Linked DNA regions of Anser cygnoides: region 1 is linked to region 2. Evidence: chromatin contacts called from public Hi-C data. All regions are on one chromosome and are shown on one strand. The core of a region is the stretch at or near the end of the contact, and the rest is flanking DNA. Distances in the headings are between cores, read along the strand shown.

Region 1 (4,202 bases), core at 1,667-4,166, 150 kb after region 2:
TGCTTGGTCACTGCTTGGCTAAGATCAGGAAATGGGAATAAATTTGGAAGTCTGAACCACTCTTGGATTTATATGATTTTCCTACTCCAATATTGTTTGATTATAGCATGGTGATGTCTCATACTGTTTCAAAAAGCTGCATTTGTCAAGCTCTCAGTTACAGAGCTGGAAAAGCTGGCGACACATTGCATGCAGGCTGATTGAAATCTGATGGAGTGAGTGGGTACTTTGGCAGTCAAGTCACTGCCAAAAAAATGATCAGAGCTAAGACAGCTTTGATACTCTTCCAGGAAATCCTGACATGGAAAGGAGAACTGTACCAGGAATGACAATGCTGGGAACGTAAAGCCAAAGGACATGCACGGTTTTGGCAACAGCAACGGCACACCAGACCTCAAGCTGAGCAGATGTGTAATATAAATATATAAAAGAAATTACCATATCATCCTTGTTACTGCACTGCTATTATGAATGCATCCTGCACAGATGTTCCAGATTGCCTGAGAAGATCCCATCTAATTGCTCCAGATGTGTGTGCCCTAAACTTATAGCATGAACTAATGTAACACCATTGTTTTCACATAAAATTTTTATCTGCCTTATGGGAAGAAGTATTTATCCAAAAGTAAATCTTCAGCCTCTGACAGAAAAAGTACCCAAGTGCTTCTTGACCCAAAACAATTCCCTCTTCTAAATATCTTAGAGGATCTGCAGCAGCAAGGGCTCTACAGTCTAGCCTGCCCAAGTCCCGTGTAGACTGGCCAGCAAACTGACCCACACATGGAAGCGTATAGGCAAAGAGATTCATGCCTGCATTTACTTTCCCAGCACATCCTATACAGGTACCTGAAAGCAGTTTAGTTTTCTTTGATGGAGAAAACTGTATTTATTTTGCAAGTGTGAATGTAACCATTGGCAAAGTATTCTCATCATGGAAAGTGATGAGAAATTCACTATATAGCGAGTTTTATTATGATAATGACGAGGATTGCATCTTATGATGATGAAACTTACTGCAAACTTTTTTCAGCAAAGCTTATGACTTTTATCTTCTCAATGCAGTGATAGGGATGATACCAGGATCAATTATGCTTCACAGATCCTTTCTTGTAAAATAATAAAAAACAGTATTTAAATACATTATTTTTAGAGGGCTTTCTGAGCATTAGCTGACTAAAATTCAGATGACCCTCTTTTGAAGTTTGTGTCACCTTCCGGAAGGGTATGGTAGTAAATACTTTTAGTCATTTTGTCTAGACAAACCAGCATGAGAGTCTTTACAAAAGTATTCACAAGTATTTCCCACTCCTGTTATTTGTGGCCGTTTTTGCAGCTAGTCAAATGTGGGAGTTTTAATTCCCACAGCATTTACTAAAACTTATGTAAATACATATTTGTTTGAGTGTTCACCCTAGTGGTATTCAAGCAGTTATGCTGATAATACTTTGTGGATTTTTGGAAAACAGAAATAACAGCTTGTAATTGCTCCTTTGACCAGCTGAAGCGCAGGATGTGGCCTCCCTATTTTTAGCATCTGCTGGTACACCCATCTGGATTAAGAAAACATCCTGGAAGTGTTAATGTAGGTGATTAAGCTGCAAAATTTAAGTCTGGAAAACTACTTCACACTTCAAAGCTTTATAATTTTTGTGGAAGAAGTAAGCAGAATTTCATGCCAGTGACCTGTTTTTCAGAAGGCTAGAAAAAGTTACACCTTTGAATATCCTAACTATTAGTGTTTACACTAAAATGATCTCAATTTAATACATTTTGCAAGTGTCCTGGATGCTGAGTGACGTCACGATGAACTAATAAGAGGACAGAATTAGAAAGCAGAGAATATCTTCTTTTTCTTCTAAAGTGACAGTCCAATGAAAGAAAATGCTTGAGAGAGAAATTTAAATTTTCCTATGTAATTCATATACATATGTACATAGCTTTAGTTTCAGCCCTGGCAAAATTTATCTCCTTGTAACAAATCCACATGCTGATCGGTCTGTATTTTTCATGACTGAATGGCAACAATGTCCTGGTCATCTGGAGACCAAAGTGGTCCAGGAGGTAAAGACGCAAGGACAGAATACGATGAAAAGTGTTTGTCTTTTATTCCCTTCCATCCCCTTTTTCCATGTATTATGTTTTGCCATTCTCTCTATTCAGCACATAGGAGTTTGGATGTATTAGTGAATGTGGAACCCCATGGAAACACATAACATTTATTCCAAGGGACCCAATTAGCGCCATGGAAGCAGGAGTTATTTCTACCACAAGAAGAAACAGGACTGCAGAAGAATTTTCTAAAAAGGCAGGAATCTGAGCTGCTATTTTAGATGTGATAGGTAAATGTGATATTTGGATGCTCTATTATTTCTGTTATCTTAAGGCAACATCTCCCTCCGGAGTGCTGCTAGGACACGGTCTCCTCTGTTATCTATCTTTGAGAAGTCCTTCTAGGAACTATCATGTGCCCAATACAACTTTCCACGTATATTAGCCACATACTTAGAGGCTGCTCAGGTTTCCAAATTTCACCTTTTGCTGGTAGTTCTATTTTTTGTTCTTCAGGTGATCAGTACACAAGAACACAAGTTTAGCAAAACCTACCTAACAATTTCTCTGACATCTTGCAGCCAACGTAAAATTAACCCATTAATAGACATATTTAATAAAGGCAACTAAAAATATTTCGAGAAGTTTTCACGCCGTCAGTCAAAGGCCTCAGCAGAGGGACACAAGAAGGAGACTCAGGTCCAGGAAAAAACAACGCAGCGAAAGCCCAGACCATTAATTAGTTATTATACACAGTAAAACTTCGCGCAAAGAACCACAAGGTTTTGCGATGTATTTGCTATTTTAACCCATCACGCTCGGCAACACGGGCTGTCCCCGAGGCTTCCCATTCGATCCCTTACCGCCCCCCAGCCGCCATTTTGTGGCGGCCGCCGAGCACCTCCTCCGGCCCCGCCCCGCGCAGCGGCCCCGTGCTCGGGAGGGTGAGCCCGGGGGTCCGGGGGGGGAGCGGAGCCGGCGGGGGGCGGCTGATGGCGGCGGGGGGGGACCGTCCAGCAGCCGCCCCGCCGGGGAGCAGGGGGACATCGGGGCAGCCCGGCGTCTTTGCCTGTCCCGGCTGCGGGGTGGGAGGCAGCGTGGGGTGCTGGGTGCCGGGGCAGGAGCAGGAGGCAGCGTGGGTGACCCCCTCGGGGGGTAGAGGGGTGCCAGGAGTCGCCCCGGTGCTCCGGGGATCGTCAGACCGCGGCCCCCGGGGGCTGCTGCCCGCTGGGCGTGCTGCAGGCGGTGCCCCTCGCGGCTGGTAGCTGCCCCCCTTGGCGTGGCCGCACGTGTGAGCGCTGGCTGGGGTCCGCGGCTGGCCCTGCAGCACGGTTTTCCGTGTTTTTTTTTTTTTCCTTTCTGGAAAAAGTTTAATGGTACCCACATGTGGTAGCGCGGCGGTGGGAAACAGCAGGGCTGTGTGGCCTAAGAATAGCTGTGACCAAGTGTTTCTGCCAGAGCCCCCCCCCACACACCCCGTGCTGCGTAAGGGCTGCTTTACAGGCCTGCGCTCAGAAGCAGGGCTCAACTCTCAGTAAGTTTAAGCATAAACAGGTGTGTGACAGGGAAAATACTGATGTGGAATAACTCCTGTCTGAAGCAAGAAGTGGTGCGCTCTGTTGTGTTTTTCTTGCTTGTTCTAATAAGCCAATAAAACACGGCAGCACAGCATGCTGTGTAAATGGAGCCCAGTTCTGTGAGCAGTACTTACCGGGATTTAACTGTTGAAGGCTGTGCGTGAGCATGAGGCTGATAGGATGGATTTAGGTCTGGGATACAAAACGGGCAGTTTGGTCTTGGTTGGATTTGAGTTGCCGGCTTTGGGGGTGTCAGTGCAAAATCTCAATGCCTGCAGCATTGTCAGAGGTTGCTAGCAGTCGTGGGCTAACCTTCAGTCCTTTTGAGCATTCCCACTTCTTGCTGAGGGCTGTGGCTTGCTGCAGCGAGGAGTGTCCGGTGGTGATGAGCATTCCCTCTTGCTGTACTTCGGTGACTGTCAGTTACTGCTGAGGCACAGGAGCTGCTGATGAAACACTTTGCTAGGGAGTTGGTGTGGCAGTGAGGACGCATGCAGCTGTGTAGGAGAACTTCGCACTGTGCGTACACACCAGAACTAGAGTTTGTTTTGTGATAAGGATTCTGCGTAAATAAAA
Region 2 (3,974 bases), core at 440-2,939:
CAACAAAAATGGGCTTGGCAGCTTTGCATAAAGCCCTCTAAGACCCACGAGGCTCGTGACAGCGATCAAGTTTAAAACAGCAGTTAACAGCTACTAGCAGATCACTTTTTGCGTTAAGAACAGAACGTTTCTCCCTACACATGGATTTTTTTTCCAGGATGAAAATTTCAGTCATTGTTTTCTTTCAGGCAGCTACTTAGTATTTCTGTATCAGGCTGCAAATACAGCTCTTTATAAATCCAACTTACAGAGGTTCCACAAAAGTAGATTTAATTGCTATCATCTATTTTCTTCTGAAGCACAAGTTCAAATTTGGAGTACCAGAGAACTGGGGGGATGGTGTACAAGTGATCGAATCGACATTCCCTAAACAAGCAGTAAGATTTTCAAGACATCTGATGTTATTTTTTATTAACATTAGGTAACTTGAAAGTTCAAAACTACGGACTACAAAAGTCAGAAGCAGTTGGTGCCAAGCCAAGCCTTTTATGAGGGAGGACTGTTGAGTGCTGTCAGGGGGATACCTCTCCCAGAGGCATGCCAGTAAACAAGATTTGCCAGGCAGCGCGAGCTTGTCCTAGATCCTGACACACAGAAATTTTCAAGGATGAATTTGACAGCAGCACATCGGAGCAAGGACATTACCAGAGGATATCATGTGTGTAAATAAATTATAAAAAAAAAAGTTATAATAAATGTAAGAAGTCTTTGTTCCAGAGAGTTTAGTTTGATCGGGAAAAGTGAACTTAGGAGGCCAAAGGGGAGGAAGCTCAGCCCACACTCCTCTGGGGCTGCAAAGAGCAATGTTCCCTGCTCTGCAGCAGCCAGGGAGTTGGCGTGCTGTACCCCTTGCCCTCTGCTGTCCTCCAGCAACCTCAGCCTGTGTGGTGTCAGCTAAACAAACAGCTTTTCAGAGGACCAGGTGTTTTCCTGGAAGCTTTCTTTGTGCCAGAAAAGAAGCAAGCATTGTCCTTCACTTGCTACAAGTGATTTATAATTTAATGAGAATGGCACTTGGAGGAGTCAGTCCTAAATTAGTGCAGAAACCTGGTTATCCCGAAGAGAAACACAAGCCTTTCATCTTTAACCTGCGCGTTTGCAGTCGGCGTGACATCTGCCTCATGGCTTTCTCAAGGACCCCCCTGCGAGGCATTCAGGGCTGAAACCTAGCGGCAGGGGTTCGGCTCTGACACCTGCTTGTCCCGTGGCTTCTCTTACAGAAGTCGTCGGTGCGGATCACGGCTGCTGCTCTCACCGAGACGCCTATATACGTACACGGTCCCTAAAGCTGGGCCCGCTCTGCTTCCCCGGGGGGTGACAGGCCAAGGTCGGCGCCCCCCCGGCTCACACCGCCGACCCCCAGCCTGCGGGGCGGAGGTCCCTAAAAGCGGCGCAGCCCCAGCCCCAGCCCCAGCCCCAGCCCCGTCCCCGCTCCCCCCGCTCCCAAGGTGACCCCTCGGGCCGTTACCCGCCGGGTGGTTGTAGAAGGGCCGCAGGCGCGGCGGCAGCACCAGCTCGATGCGGTCGAGCAGGCGGTGGTACGAGGCGCGCAGCCCCGCCGCGGCGGCCGCCATTTTGTGCACGGCGGGGGCCCGCCGCTCGCTCCGCTCCCGTTGCGCCGCTCGAGCCGCTCGGTACAGCACGCCGGGTCGGCCGCCGCCCCGCCCACCGCCGGCCACGACCGCGCTGATTGGTGGAGCCATAGGGGGGCGGAGGGAGGGGCCCGGCGCGATTGGCTGCGGCCGCCCCGCCCGCCTCGCGCTGCCGGGAGGAGTCGTCCCGGCCTTCCGCGGGAAGGGCGAGAGCGCCGGCCCGCTCCCGCCTCAAAGATGGCGGCCCGCCAAGATGGCGGGAGCCCAACCCCAAGATGGCCGCCCGCTGCGCGGCTTCACCCCGCTCGTCACTTCCCGGGCGGGGCAGCGCTCCCTGGGGGCGTAGCTTCACCGGCGGGGGCGTGGCTTCCCACGGGGGGCGTGGCTCGGAGCGGCGGCCGGCCCCGCCCCTCTCTCTCTCTCCCTCTCCCCTCTCTCCGTCTGTCTCTCCCTCTCCCTCTCGGAGCCGCGGGGCGGGGAGGGGCGGGGGGGGCCGAGGGCCGGCCGGTTTCCATGGTGATCGCGCGGGGCGGCCGGCGGCAGCGGAGCGCCCGGCAGCCCCCCCCCGGCGGGGGCCATGTCCCGCGGCCGCTGCCCCCACCTGCTGTGGGACGTGAGGAAGCGGAGCCTGGGGCTGGAGGAGCCCGGCCTGCTGCGGAGGCACTACCTGGGTAAGGGGGGGGGGCGGGTAGAGGGGGGGGGGGGCGGCCGTTGGAACCGTTGGAACCGTCGGTGGGGGGCAGCGAGCCCCCCGAGATGGCGGCGGGGACGCGGGAGGGCGCCCCGGGAGGGTTCCCCCTGCGGGAGCGCCCCGTGCCCGGGAGGGACCTGACCCGAGGGCGGCGGGAGCCGCGCTGTGGGGTCAGCCCGCCGCCCGCAGCCCTCCTCCGGCAAAATGGCGTTGGTGGCCCTCGCGCACCGGGCGCCGGGCCGGGCGTTGTGCCGCCTGGCGGGCGGGTCCCTGCCCGGCCGGGCTCCGGCTGGCGGGGCTCCCCCGGACCTCCGCCTCTGGGACCTGGCTGAAGTCAGGCAGGTGGCACCGCCTGTCGGGCCTCGCTCAGCTCCTCGGAGCTGGAAGGCAAGTTGCTACCTGTTGCACCGGCTCAGCCGCCACAACAAATGGAAGCCGAGCGTTTTGTTTGCTCTCAGCAGTAGCATCAGGACACCTGGCCGTCATCCGTGCTTTTTTTCCCCTTTTTTGGGGGGGGTAAACTTGTCAAAACCCTCATGAGCACCAGTACAAAATAAAGCAGGTTATACGTCTGTATGCTCTTTTGCAGCCAGCAAGGCAAAAGAGAGCTCTCACAGCAAGTACACCACTAACAACGCACTTCAGAGTGTGTTGGCAGATGTGTGCCACACATCTGATACCTCTATGCTGACCCATCCACCTGGGTAATGTTCTTATACTAAAATATAACATACAGGGAATGCCGGAGGTGCCCGGGTATTGGACAAATGCACCTAAGAACTCACTGCCGTTTCTTATTTGCTCTGTGTTTGAGTTTCATGTGGACTGGCAATCAGGTGGCACTCTATTTATAGCCTCTTCTAGCCTTCAAAAACAGCTGCTCCGAGAGCGATCTGCACATCGTGTCGTACCTTCCAGGCAGATAGCTCACTCCGGGAATTTATGTCCTTGCAAAACTCTGTCTGGTTTTGCAAGATCTCTAAATAACTGCCCTGAAACCTTGTCAGTTCAGGACAAAGTTCCAAAGGAAAGTCTAGTGCAGATTGGGCACTAAGTGCATGCCTGGGACGTGTCCTTTGGATCGTTATCATTCCTTAAGAGCGATTTCCCCATGTGGTGACAGAAGGAAAAAGTGGGTCTTATCAGTGTATCTGTGTTAGCTATGTTTTCCTCAGCATTTGTGGGCTAATTAGTCTCGATTTCAGACAGTGCTTGTATTTGAAGTCTCCAGAGAAAGCCAAGCTGCTCTAGGAGGCTGTCAGTAGCACTCTGCTTTCATTCACTTGGGGCAGTGGCTTAGCCTAATGCTAGTGGGAAGAATCCTGCTGCTGGGCCGTGGGTGGAAGCTGAGCTTCCTGCTACTTCCAGTTGAACATCATAGTGCTTTTATGGTGAAAAACATTGGCAGCAAACCTTAGTATCCAACTTAAATTCTGCCTTGAAACTGGCAAATGAATTTAGGAGGGCAAATGTAATTACTCAGAGACGGGCTAGTTTCCCCAGAATCCCAAAATCTTTGCTGCAGTTTTTTTGTCATTGTGCAATGTTTCCGTGACTAATGAACACATCGGTTCTGATAGAAGGCGAAGGGTTTGGTGTTGCCAAAATGAGGACCCACGTACAAATGAACTATGGTAATAATTTATCTAGAGGGGTAGCAGCCTGGGTTTATTGCAAGAAGGAAGTGGATC

The links. Hi-C and Micro-C count contacts between places; a contact is called where the count stands out from the background.
Region 1: a contact with region 2 is called in a Hi-C map of liver, with 9 times the contacts expected there. The contact joins the promoter of RIOX2 here to the promoter of MPC2 in region 2. A contact is called at or near these places in 2 of 7 Hi-C or Micro-C datasets (both in liver).

Annotation. Positions count from the first base shown.
Region 1 is chr1:88,372,839-88,377,040 of Taihu_goose_T2T_genome, forward strand. RIOX2 (ribosomal oxygenase 2) reads left to right here and starts at 2,917. Exons shown (of 10, transcript XM_048071635.2): 1 at 2,917-2,993. GABRR3 (gamma-aminobutyric acid type A receptor subunit rho3) reads left to right here. Exons shown (of 13, transcript XM_067001913.1): 13 at 1-59.
Region 2 is chr1:88,223,007-88,226,980 of Taihu_goose_T2T_genome, forward strand. It overlaps MPC2 (mitochondrial pyruvate carrier 2), which reads right to left and starts at 1,690. Exons shown (of 5, transcript XM_048071581.2): 1 at 1,469-1,690. The coding sequence starts at 1,574. DCAF6 (DDB1 and CUL4 associated factor 6) reads left to right here and starts at 2,000. Exons shown (of 21, transcript XM_048071578.2): 1 at 2,000-2,263. The coding sequence starts at 2,170.